2 separate regions of the Pan troglodytes genome follow, and region 2 is linked to region 1. Evidence: chromatin contacts called from public Hi-C data. All regions are on one chromosome and are shown on one strand. Each heading gives the region's core, a stretch centred on a gene start, on an enhancer-like site or on the middle of the called end of the contact. The rest is flanking DNA. Distances are from core to core; before and after follow the strand shown.

Region 1 (5,345 bases), core at 1,312-3,811:
CCCAGCCAAGACTTTCATTTCTTCCTATACATTGTTCCAGGGAATTTCTGACAACTCAGCTTTATTTAATGTAGGTTTCCATTGAGTCCAGGTTTCAGTCATCCAACTAAGAAAGCAATGAGAACTACCTGTAGCTGCTTGAGTCAGCATATTGGATCCAAAACCTACGGTATGCATACCCATACTGGGTAATTCAGCCTGATGTAAAATTATCATCATCCTCCTTTTGATACAGCACCCTTATGTTAAATATCCATAAATATTTGCAAGTTTTTTTGTAGATATTTTTAGTGTGTGAGCCTTCTCCTAGGTCAGAGTCTGTGTTTTTCCTCCTGGGACATATTGGAATCTGACTGTTGTTATAGGTATGAAGAAAATAAAGAGCGGTGGGGATCATGATGAGATTTGGCTTTCGGTGCCAATAAGCTGAAGCGAGGTTATTGAGGATCTTACAGGAGAGCAGTGGTAGAGCTTCCTGGCAAGTGAATTCCATTGAAGATGGAGATTTATGGGTAGTCTGATTCATCTACACCCTCTCATGTCACCATTTAATTCTCTAAGTTGGCCAGGCGCGGTGGCTCACGTCTGTAATCCCTGCACTTTGGGAGGCCAAGGTAGGCGGAATATCTGAGGTCAGGAGTTCGAGACCAGCCTGGCTAACATGGTGAAACCCCATTTCTACTAAAAATACGAAAAATTAGTTGGGCATGGTGGCGTGCACTTGTAATCTCAGCTACTTGGGAGGCTGAGGCAGGAGAATCGCTTGAACCTGGGAGGCTGAGGTTGCAGTGAGCCGAGATCGCACCATTGCACTCCAGCTTGGGCAACAGGAGCGAAATTCTGTCTCAAAAAAAAAAATTCTCTAGGTCCTATTTTCACATAAGAGACCTGGTGAGCTTATGAATTAAGTTAACACCCTAATTCAGCAACTCACGGAATTAAGCTTTTAAAGTCTTTTAAAGGGCCCTCTCAGCCCTTCAGCTGCAAACAAAGAGACTCCTTGAATGTGTTCTTGGAAAGTCTCTGGTTTTCAGTCTGTGCTTTTATAGGAGGTTTAGGAATTTGAATTTGTTGTTCTCTTTCTTGAAACCAGTAGTTTTTACTGGCAGTGATTTTGTCACCCTCAGGAGACATTTGGCAATATCTGGAGACATTTTTCATGGTTACAACTGGAAAGGGGCGTGCATGTGTATTACTTGCATCTAATAGATAGAGGCCAGGAATGCTGCTCAGCGTTCTGTGTATAATGCATAGGACAACTGCCTATAACAAGAAATATCCAGTTCAAAATGCCAATAGTTTCAGAGTTGACAAATCCTGTTTTAAGCTGTTCACCACTGTAAGAAGCAACCATCCAGGGCTGGGTGCCATGGCTCACACCTGTAATCCCAGCACTTTGGGAGGCCGAGGCTGGAGGATCACTTGAGCCTAGAAGTTTGAGACTAGCCTGGCCATTATAGTGAGATCTCATCTCTACAAATTAGAAAAAAAAATTAGCTGGGTGTGGTGGTGCGTGCTTGTGGTCTCAGCTACTCGGAGGCTGAGGTGGGAGGACTGATTGAGCCTAGGAGGTCAAGGCTGTAGTGAGTCCTGATTGTGCCACTGTACTCCAGCTTGGGCAACAGAGCAAGATCCTGTCTCACAAACAAAACAAAACAAAAAACAATCATCCCACAAATTTCTTAATTCCCTAAATATGCTGATATAGTCCCTTAGCAATCTAGTATCTTGCCAGATGACACTATGATGCCATCAATAGTAAGAAGCACTGTTACTTTATGAACTACTAAGAAGAAAAAATGCCTGTCAAACCCTCACATTGCACTGTTCCCCCCGCCCCCCCCCCCCCCCCCACTTTTTTTTGGAGACTGTGTCTCACTCTGTCACCCAGGCTGGAGTGCAGTGGCACAATCTTGGCTCACTACACCTCCACCTCCCAGGTTCAAGCTATTCTCCTGCCTCAGCCTCCTGAGTCGCTAGGATTACAGGTGCCCGCCACCACGCCTGGCTAATTTTTGTATTTTTAGTAGAGATGAAGTTTCACAATGTTGGCCAGGCTGGTCTCAGGTGACCTCAGGTGATCCACCTGCCTTGGCCTCCCAAAGTGCTGGGATTACAGGCATGAGCCACCGCACCCAGCCTGTATTGCTTTTTAAAACACACTTGGTGAGTGTGCCTTTCATACTCTGGCAGCAGCCACTGGGCCACACCAAAGCCACTTCCTGGGCACTTCACTCTAGATTAGAGGTGATAATGTGACTGCTTATCCTTGAGATATCATGGGACACTTGCAAGTATTCCTTAATACTTGCAGAATTTTGACTGCCCTTTGTCCCCAGTAAGGCCTGACAACCAATCCTTGAAGTCTTGCTGCTGGCGGCTACTCCTGATAAACATTTCTGCTTTTCAGTAGCAAAATGTGTGTGTAAAAGATATGGGGATACTGTCCAGTGTATGGAGTAGCTGGGATTGCTGGAGGCCACATGCAGGGCTACTTTGAACCTCACTCAAGCCAGGCTGTAGATTCAGGGAGGCCAGCGCTGCTTACCCATGCCAAGCACTAGGTGGCGCTGCGGCCCAGGATGAGTGCTTGGCCTCACCTCCATGCATGATGTCACCACTCCTGCCTGCAGAGCCCTTCACGGCTGGAATGAGACTGCACGTTCATGGTGGCACTGCCACCTGCTTATGCTCATCCCAGGGGAGGCTGGCAAGGCAAAGAGCTGGCATTTTCATAGGAGCATCACCATAGGAGGCAGATTCTGCTGCCATCAAGTCTCATGGGGTGCGGAACTCCCAAATATAGAGAAATGGTATGGGTGCTGGCTGGCACAGAGAACGGGATGCAGCCATCAGCCCCCTTCCCACCACTCCCTTCTGCTCCAGACGGAAAACTAGGAATCACCTTAGATTCTCTTCTTCCCTCACTTAGGACATCAGCAAGCAGTTGATCTCCAAAACAGTCTTGACTCTCTCCACCTTTTGTCTCCAGTGTCAATAGCTTCCTATGGCCAACCCTGTTCATTCCATCTGGATTACTGTGATTGCCTCCTAACTTCTCTTCCCTCTTCCACACACTCTTCTTTCCAGTCTGCATTCCCCAAAGCAGCAGGAACAGGTTTCTCTGTAAGTCATCCTATAAAACTTCTGTGCTTTAATGCCTTCAGTGGCTTCTTTTTTGCACCAAGAATAAAATCTGGAATCTGCATGTTGGCCTCTGAGGAGTATGATCTTATGTCTCCTTCTGCGTAGGATGTGGTTTTTTTTTTTTTTTGAGACGGAGTCTCGCTCAGTCGCCCAGGCTGAAGTGCAGTGGTGCCATCTTGGCTCACTGCAACCTCTGCCTCCCGGGTTCAAGCCGTTCTCCTGCCTCAGCCTCCCAAGTAGCTGGGATCACCACGCCCAGCTACTTTACTACCATCACCACGCCCAGCTTATTTATTTTTTATTTTTAGTAGAGATGGGGTTTCTCTATATTGGCCAGACTGGTCTGTAACTCCTGACCTCAAGTGATCTGCCTGCCTCAGCCTCCCAAAGTGCTGGGATTAAAGGCATGAGCCACCACACCCGGCTGAATGTGATTTTTAAGAGGGCCTTTTATTCTCAAAAATGTCTGGTTTGGACGCTCAGTTGCTGTCACTGTCATAAGACCCTGCATTTTCTCAGCCCTGAACCTGACCCCTCCTTACCAAACTCCATTCCTGCTTGTCTTCTGTCAGCTCCTTTCCCTACTCGGGGGCTTTGCAGATTCTGTTCCTTCTGCTGGGGACACTTCTCCTCCCATTCTTCACACAGCATTCTCCTTGCTATCCTTCAGGGCTTAGCTTAACCATCATCGCAGAGATGCCTTTCCTTCCCTCATTCGACATGGTCCCTCCCGCTCGTCTCTGCATCATTTCCTTCCTCACTTCCTCCGTGTAGTAAGCAGATTTGACGGCTGCTCTGTCCAGGTGGTTAGTCTCTGCCTCCCCACCAGAGTGTTAGCTTCTTGAGGGTACGACTCTCTGTGTCGTGTTCACCATTGTGTCTCCATTGCCTGACACAGATCCTATTTCCTCAAGAAATGGCAGGTGAAGCCACCATGCTGCATGCAGTCTGGGCACTCGGCCTTTCTTTCTTGGCACAGCTCACCTAGTACTGAAATAGTAATTTGTGTAATTTCAGTTTATCATCAGTTTCTCCTGGATATAACTTCCATGAGAACAGGGCCCATGTCTTTTTTGCTTAAGCTCAGAACAGGGCCAGGGCAGTTCAGGAAGCATTAGTCTGTGGAATTTTCTGTGGGCCACGTGCCTGGGAGCTGGGGAGGAGGAGACAGAGGTGTTCCTGGCAGCTGGTTCTGGGGTAGCATATTGAGAAACTTAAAGGGGATGTGTGTGGGGCTGGACGGGGAGGGCAGGGCATGCATGACAGCCTCCACGTGTGGTGGGCCTCATTGGCCTGGGCTCGCCTTCAGCAGAATTTTGCTTTTCTGACCCTGCTGCACTCCAAGCTGCCCTCTTAGAGGTTTCATGCCAGGCGCGGTGGCTCACGCCTGTAATCCCAGCTCTGAGGGAGGCAGAGGCGGGAGGATAGCTTGAGCCCAGGAGTTCAAGACCTGCCTGGGCAATATAGCAAGACCCCATTCTCCACAAAAAGGAAGAAGAAAAAAAAAAGACAGAAAAAAGAGGTTTCTTGAACCTCCGAAAATTCTGGATTCCCCAAAGACCCAGGCCTTTAGCAAGGCAGACAGCAGGGCTGCGAGCAAGGCCTCTGAATCCTGGGGAAGAGCTGGAGAAGCGTGGTGAGGAAGCCTCCCAGCCCTAACTCCATTCTCTGTTGTCTTTACAAACAGCAACCCAGACTACTACGGACTCATCTAACAAAACAGCACCGACTCCAGCATCCAATGTCACCATCATGGCTACAGATACAGCCCAGCAGAGCACAGTCCCCACTTCCAAGGCCAACGAAATCTTGGCCTCGGTCAAGGCGACCACCCTTGGTGTATCCAGTGACTCACCGGGGACTACAACCCTGGCTCAGCAAGTCTCAGGCCCAGTCAACACTACCGTGGCTAGAAGAGGTGGCTCAGGCAACCCTACTACCACCACCGAGAGCCCCAAGAGCACGAAAAGTGCAGACACCACTACAGTTGCAACCTCCACAGCCACAGCTAAACCTAACACCACAAGCAGCCAGAATGGAGCAGAAGATACAACAAACTCTGGGGGGAAAAGCAGCCACAGTGTGACCACAGACCTCACATCCACTAAGGCAGAACATCTGACGACCCCTCACCCTCCAAGTCCACTTAGCCCCCGACAACCCACTTTGACGCATCCTATGGCCACCCCAACAAGCTC
Region 2 (5,345 bases), core at 1,301-3,800, 140 kb before region 1:
ATATACCACATATCAGTTTGTGGACTGAATGTATATCTGTGCTTTATACATTTAAAAAATAAGAATTTGGGCTGGGCTCAGTGGCTCACACCTGTAATCCCAACACTTTGGGAGGTTGAGGCAGGAGGACTGCTTGAAGCCAGGAGTTTGAAACCAGCCTGGGCAACATAGCAAGACCCCATCTCTACAAAAAGTTTTTAAAGTTAGCTAGGCATGTTGGCATGCACCTGTAGTCTCAGCCACTTGGGAGGTTAAGGTGGGAGGATCACTTGAGCCCACGAATTTGAGGTCATAGCGAGACCACTGTACTCCAGACTGGGCAACAGAGCAAGACCGTGTCTCTAAGGAAAAAAAAAAGAAAGAAAAAAAGATTTTTTTGCTCTTCAGGAGCCAATTTCATCCCCTTCGGGTGGTAACACCCTTGTGGAGAATGCCAGCAGGGCTTGAAGTATTACTGATTTATTCTCTTTGCATCAGATGCTGGTGGAGAAGAAGAAGGTAAAACCATAGAGAAATGTTTCCCAAACTGATATTCCCCAAACTGTAGTGTGGAGAGGCGGTTCCCAGGAAGGACTCCATGACCAAATGTACCTGGGAAATGCTGAATGCAACCCCCACCTCTTGAAAAGTCATTTTATCAAAACATCTGGGTAGCTACTTCAAAAAACTGTTTATTTTTACAACTTAAATTATGTTTTACCAATATATCCTAAGTTGACCATCAATCTCTCATTTTTCTCTTGTCTTCTCATTTTTTCCCTCTCTGCATTTGAAATTTTCATAAATTAATATTATAAAAATTAACTATATTATAGTATAAATATTGTATTATATGATAGTGTAACTATTAATTCTATTATAACATTATATTAATTTTATAATATTGTATTATGATTATATTGATTATATATTATATACAATATTGTGATATTAATTATATTATTATTATAAATTACATTGAGTTAATGTTTATAGAACATCCTTTTGGAAATAAGCCATAGATACAGAGTTGCTTTGTATCCCAAGTCAGTCTTGCTGGTGACATTGGCCTGTTTAGGTGAATAAGCAGCTTTTTCTGTGATCCAGTCAAGCCAGGCCAGTCAGATCAAGGAGCTGTGACCATCAACTCCAAGAGAACACAGAAGCCTCAGCCCACCCCGCTGTATTTCCGCCAGGTGCAGGCAGCAGGAACCCAAGAAAAGAAAGACATCATGGCAATGTCATTAAACCCTCACTTACTTTGTGCCAGACAGCGAAGCTGCCACTGGCAGGCCGCACTCTCTCTGTGGAGGCCACTGCTGCCTGGTGGGAGCCCACAGCACAGAGCATGGGGCCCTGGCCTCCTAGGTCCAGGCCAATCAGCAGAGGTGCCTGGCTGCTCTAAGAGCCCCTCTTCCCCAGGCAGCACCAGCCTGTCGCCTTGAAATCCCCTGCCCTGTCTCCACTCTCCTATCCCAGTCATGTTCTAGAAAAGGGGCTACACACCTGGCTTCCAGGAGCTTCATAGACCGACTGCATCAGAATCTCAGAGCATCAGAATGTGAGTTTCACACAGATGAGTCTGAAAAGACCGGTGTGTGTATTCCTGAAACACTAACTCTTAAAGGCCCCCATGTCAGACGCTTTGGGGACAACAGCCTTGGCTCAGGTGAAGCCCCCTGATGCAGGCTTGTTGCATTTATCTTGATGTGGCCTCTTAGCTGTAGTCAGGACCCTGGAGGGCAGGATGTGTTTGTTCATCTTTTTTGTCCCCAGTATGTAGCACAGTGCCAGGCGCGTGCTGCGGATTTAATGAATACTTGTTACATCAGTAACCAAATGTACAAATGAATGAAGGAATCATTGCGCACTTAGGGCAGAGCTATCAGCCCAGGCAGCTCTGTCTAAAGGACCAGGGCCTGCTCTTTAGGGAGAAGGGATCAGTAGTTAAAACCAGAACAATACCTGGACAGCACATCTGCAATTACTCACAGCATTTGCTTTAATTGCTTAGTAAATCCACACAATGTAACTTTATGCATCTCAAATAATTCCCTTGTTTGTTTTGAAAATCCTTAATAGAAAATACACAGCAGGTGGGTGTTACGTGGAGTAGAAATGCCTGACTGCTGACACCTGGCCACCTTTCCCGTAAACTGGCAGGGACGGAACCTGTGCTGGGATCCTGGAGGGGCTGCTCCACAATAGCCACCTGATTCTGAGGGGGTTGCAAGCTCATCCTGTACCTCTCCTGTCATGCCTGAGGAGCCTGTGAGCTGCCACATCCTGTCACAGCCCCCTCCTCAGCCATGTCATCCTCACGACCGCCCTGGGAGGCAGGCAACCTTGGAGACTTCACTCCCATTCACGCTGAGACGTTTGGGGAAACCTGAAATCCGACCCCCTTGGTACAGAGGTGAGAGAAGGAGGTAGAGGCAAGACGCTGAGGAGAAGAGACACAAGCAGAGAGGGGGACAAGGACCTATTCTTAAAGGAGGATGCGCCCAAGCCACGGCCGTGGTGAGACGCCCGGTTGCCCTTCCACTCTCGGCCACCAGGTGGCGGGCACAGGCCAACTAAGCCAGGCAGGGCTCAGGAGCAGCTGCCCAAAGGGCGGCCCAGGCAGAGGCAGCACTGCCAAGGTGGGAACATGCCCAGGAGGACACCGCACAACACACACCACACACACCCCTACAACACACACCCTACATCACACCCACAACACAGCACACACACCACACACACCCACAACACAACACACACAACACATCCCAACACACACACTACACAACATACATACCCCCAACACAACCCAACACACACCACACATATACACCCCAACACACTACATACACCCCTACAACACACATCCCACAACACACCCACAACACAGCACACAGACCCACAACACAAAACAAACACACCACACACACCCACAACATACACAACATGCCACACACCCACAACACACAATGCATCCCAACATCCACTACACAACACACATACCCACAATACAACCCAACACACACCACACATATACACCCCAACACACACCACAAACGCCCCTACAACACATACCCCACAACACAATGTACCACATACCACACAAGGCACGCCACACACACCCCAACACACAACACACACACCCCTATAATACACACCCACAACACAACACAAAACATACCACACACACCCACAAAACACACAATGTATCCCAACATCAGCTACACACACATACCCACAACACAACCCAACACACACCACAAACACCCCTATGACACACACCCCACAACACAATGCACCACATATCACATAACACACACCACACATACACACCCCAATACACACCCCTACAACACACACCCCTACAACACAATTTACCACACAACTCACCACACATCCATACAACACATACCCCACAACACACACACAGAGTACAACATACCACACAACACACATCACACACCCAACACGACACACAATGGACAACTCACCACACATACCCACACAACATAACACACAACACACATATCCCTACAACACACACCCACAATACAATGTACCAGACAACACACAACACACGCAACATACACACAACACATAATGCAACACATAAACCCTACACACACGTCACACAACACACACACCACAAATACACACCCCCACAACACATACCACTACAACACATACCACTACAACACACACACATCACACCACACACACAACACACAGCATACACACCCTACATATACAATACAGCACCCACACACCACAGCACACACAACATACACCACAACAAACACATACAGCACACACAAAACACATCACACACACACACACCCCACACATGCAGCAACTGCTCACTATCCCTCCACTTTGGGAGATGCTGGATTCTTCTGCCCCACTCCACACCCTGCTTATTCAGCCTCCAACCCCAAATGACCCCCCACAGCACTCCTCCCCTTTGTCTCCTGGTATCTACAAATTCCAAAGTGCCCTTCATCATCTTTTCCCGAACACGCCTGCCCAGGCCTTTCCCTCCCACTGTCCCCCCGCCTCCACCGTCCACTCCTCATGAGGGAAAAATAAAACCTCCCCACAGCGAAACACTTTCTGCTTCGCCAGGAGTTTTCCCACCTGCTTTCCTTTTGACCGTCTCAACCATCCTAGGAGGAAATTATGAGGACTGCCATTAGATGACTCAGAAAGCAGAGTCTGGGAGGCTGAGCTCCTTGCCCGTCCAGATGGGAGGACAGAGGCCAGCCTTCAGATCCCAGGGTGCACCTCTGCGACCCCCACATCCCACAGCCACACCCTGCGTTCCACTCTACTCCCTCTCCAGACACACACCTGTCACTGCAAAGAAGCCCAGGTGTGATGGGAGGGACAGGTGAGGGGAATCGAGAGTCACTCCCCAGATGAGGCAGAGAGCCCCATTCCACAAGGCTCCATCTGCTTTTCCAGAAGTCTCTGCCCTGGAAAAGAGGCACTCACAACCAGAGCTGAATTCTCTAGGGCTGAATTCTCAGTCTTCTCTGCACAAAAGCAAAGAAGACTGAGAAAGTCACTTGCAACTTAGTGAATGGTCGTTTCTGCTGGAATTTGTCCCATGTGTTTATGACTCAGCACAGGGGCTCCAGGGACAAAGTTTCTCAACACCCTGGCCACACGAAATGGGAGCTAGGTCTCTGTGGGACTGAGGCCCCCTCCCCCCCTCCACAATTCCCAGCTTCAAGTTGTTTTAAGTACAGCAGAGGGAACCAATCCTCCTTTTGGAGGCAAGAGGCATCTGCATAAGCCCTGCCTGGATGTCATTTCTTCACCTGCATCCATAGCACCTTCAGGTGGCTCCTGTAGGGATGTTAAGAAGCAGTAATTAAGGCTGGGCGCCGTGGCTCACACCTGTAATCCCAGCACTTTGGGAGGCCGAGGCAGGAAGGATCACGAGGTCAGGAGTTTGAGACCAGCCTGGCCAACATGGTGAAAACCTGTCTCTACTAAAGATACAAAAAATTAGCTGGGCATGGTGGCACGCACTTGTAATCCCAGCTACTCGGGATGCTGGGGCAGTAGAATCGCTTGAACCTGGGAGGCGGAGGTTGCAGTGAGCCGAGATCATGCCACTGCACTCCAGCCTGGGCGACAGGGCGAGACTCCGCCTCAAAACAAAAAAAAACAAAAAAAAAAAGCAGTAATTAGGACTGAACACCTAAGACAAGGGACAGGCAGAGGGTGGGGACAATTAACTCAGACACAGTGCAGGTCCTGGGGCTCAGGCCTCTTTCAGGTCAAACTCTGTTTTCAGCCCCCGGGGGCCTTCTTGACTTCCCACACGGAGCCCCTTACAGCCCTGAACCCACTTTAGG

Evidence for each region. Hi-C and Micro-C count contacts between places; a contact is called where the count stands out from the background.
Region 2: a contact with region 1 is called in a Hi-C map of induced pluripotent stem cells, with 3 times the contacts expected there. The contact joins two enhancer-like sites. A contact is called at or near these places in 4 of 7 Hi-C or Micro-C datasets (blood, induced pluripotent stem cells, a lymphoblastoid cell line and 1 more).

The regions. Positions count from the first base shown.
Region 1 is chr6:146,878,142-146,883,486 of NHGRI_mPanTro3-v2.0_pri, reverse strand. PODXL (podocalyxin like) reads left to right here. Exons shown (of 8, transcript XM_527978.9): 2 at 4,835-5,345. Among named protein-coding and RNA genes, the nearest start is that of PODXL, 43 kb to the left of the region's middle. Within about 2 kb of position 2,561, at least 7 of the 24 cell types and tissues checked have an H3K27ac peak or open chromatin away from gene starts, as enhancers often do. A contact at or near this core is called in induced pluripotent stem cells and stem cell-derived neural progenitor cells, where this site is marked.
Region 2 is chr6:147,018,141-147,023,485 of NHGRI_mPanTro3-v2.0_pri, reverse strand. No RefSeq gene overlaps it. Among named protein-coding and RNA genes, the nearest start is that of PODXL, 97 kb to the right of the region's middle. Within about 2 kb of position 2,550, at least 7 of the 24 cell types and tissues checked have an H3K27ac peak or open chromatin away from gene starts, as enhancers often do. A contact at or near this core is called in induced pluripotent stem cells and stem cell-derived neural progenitor cells, where this site is marked.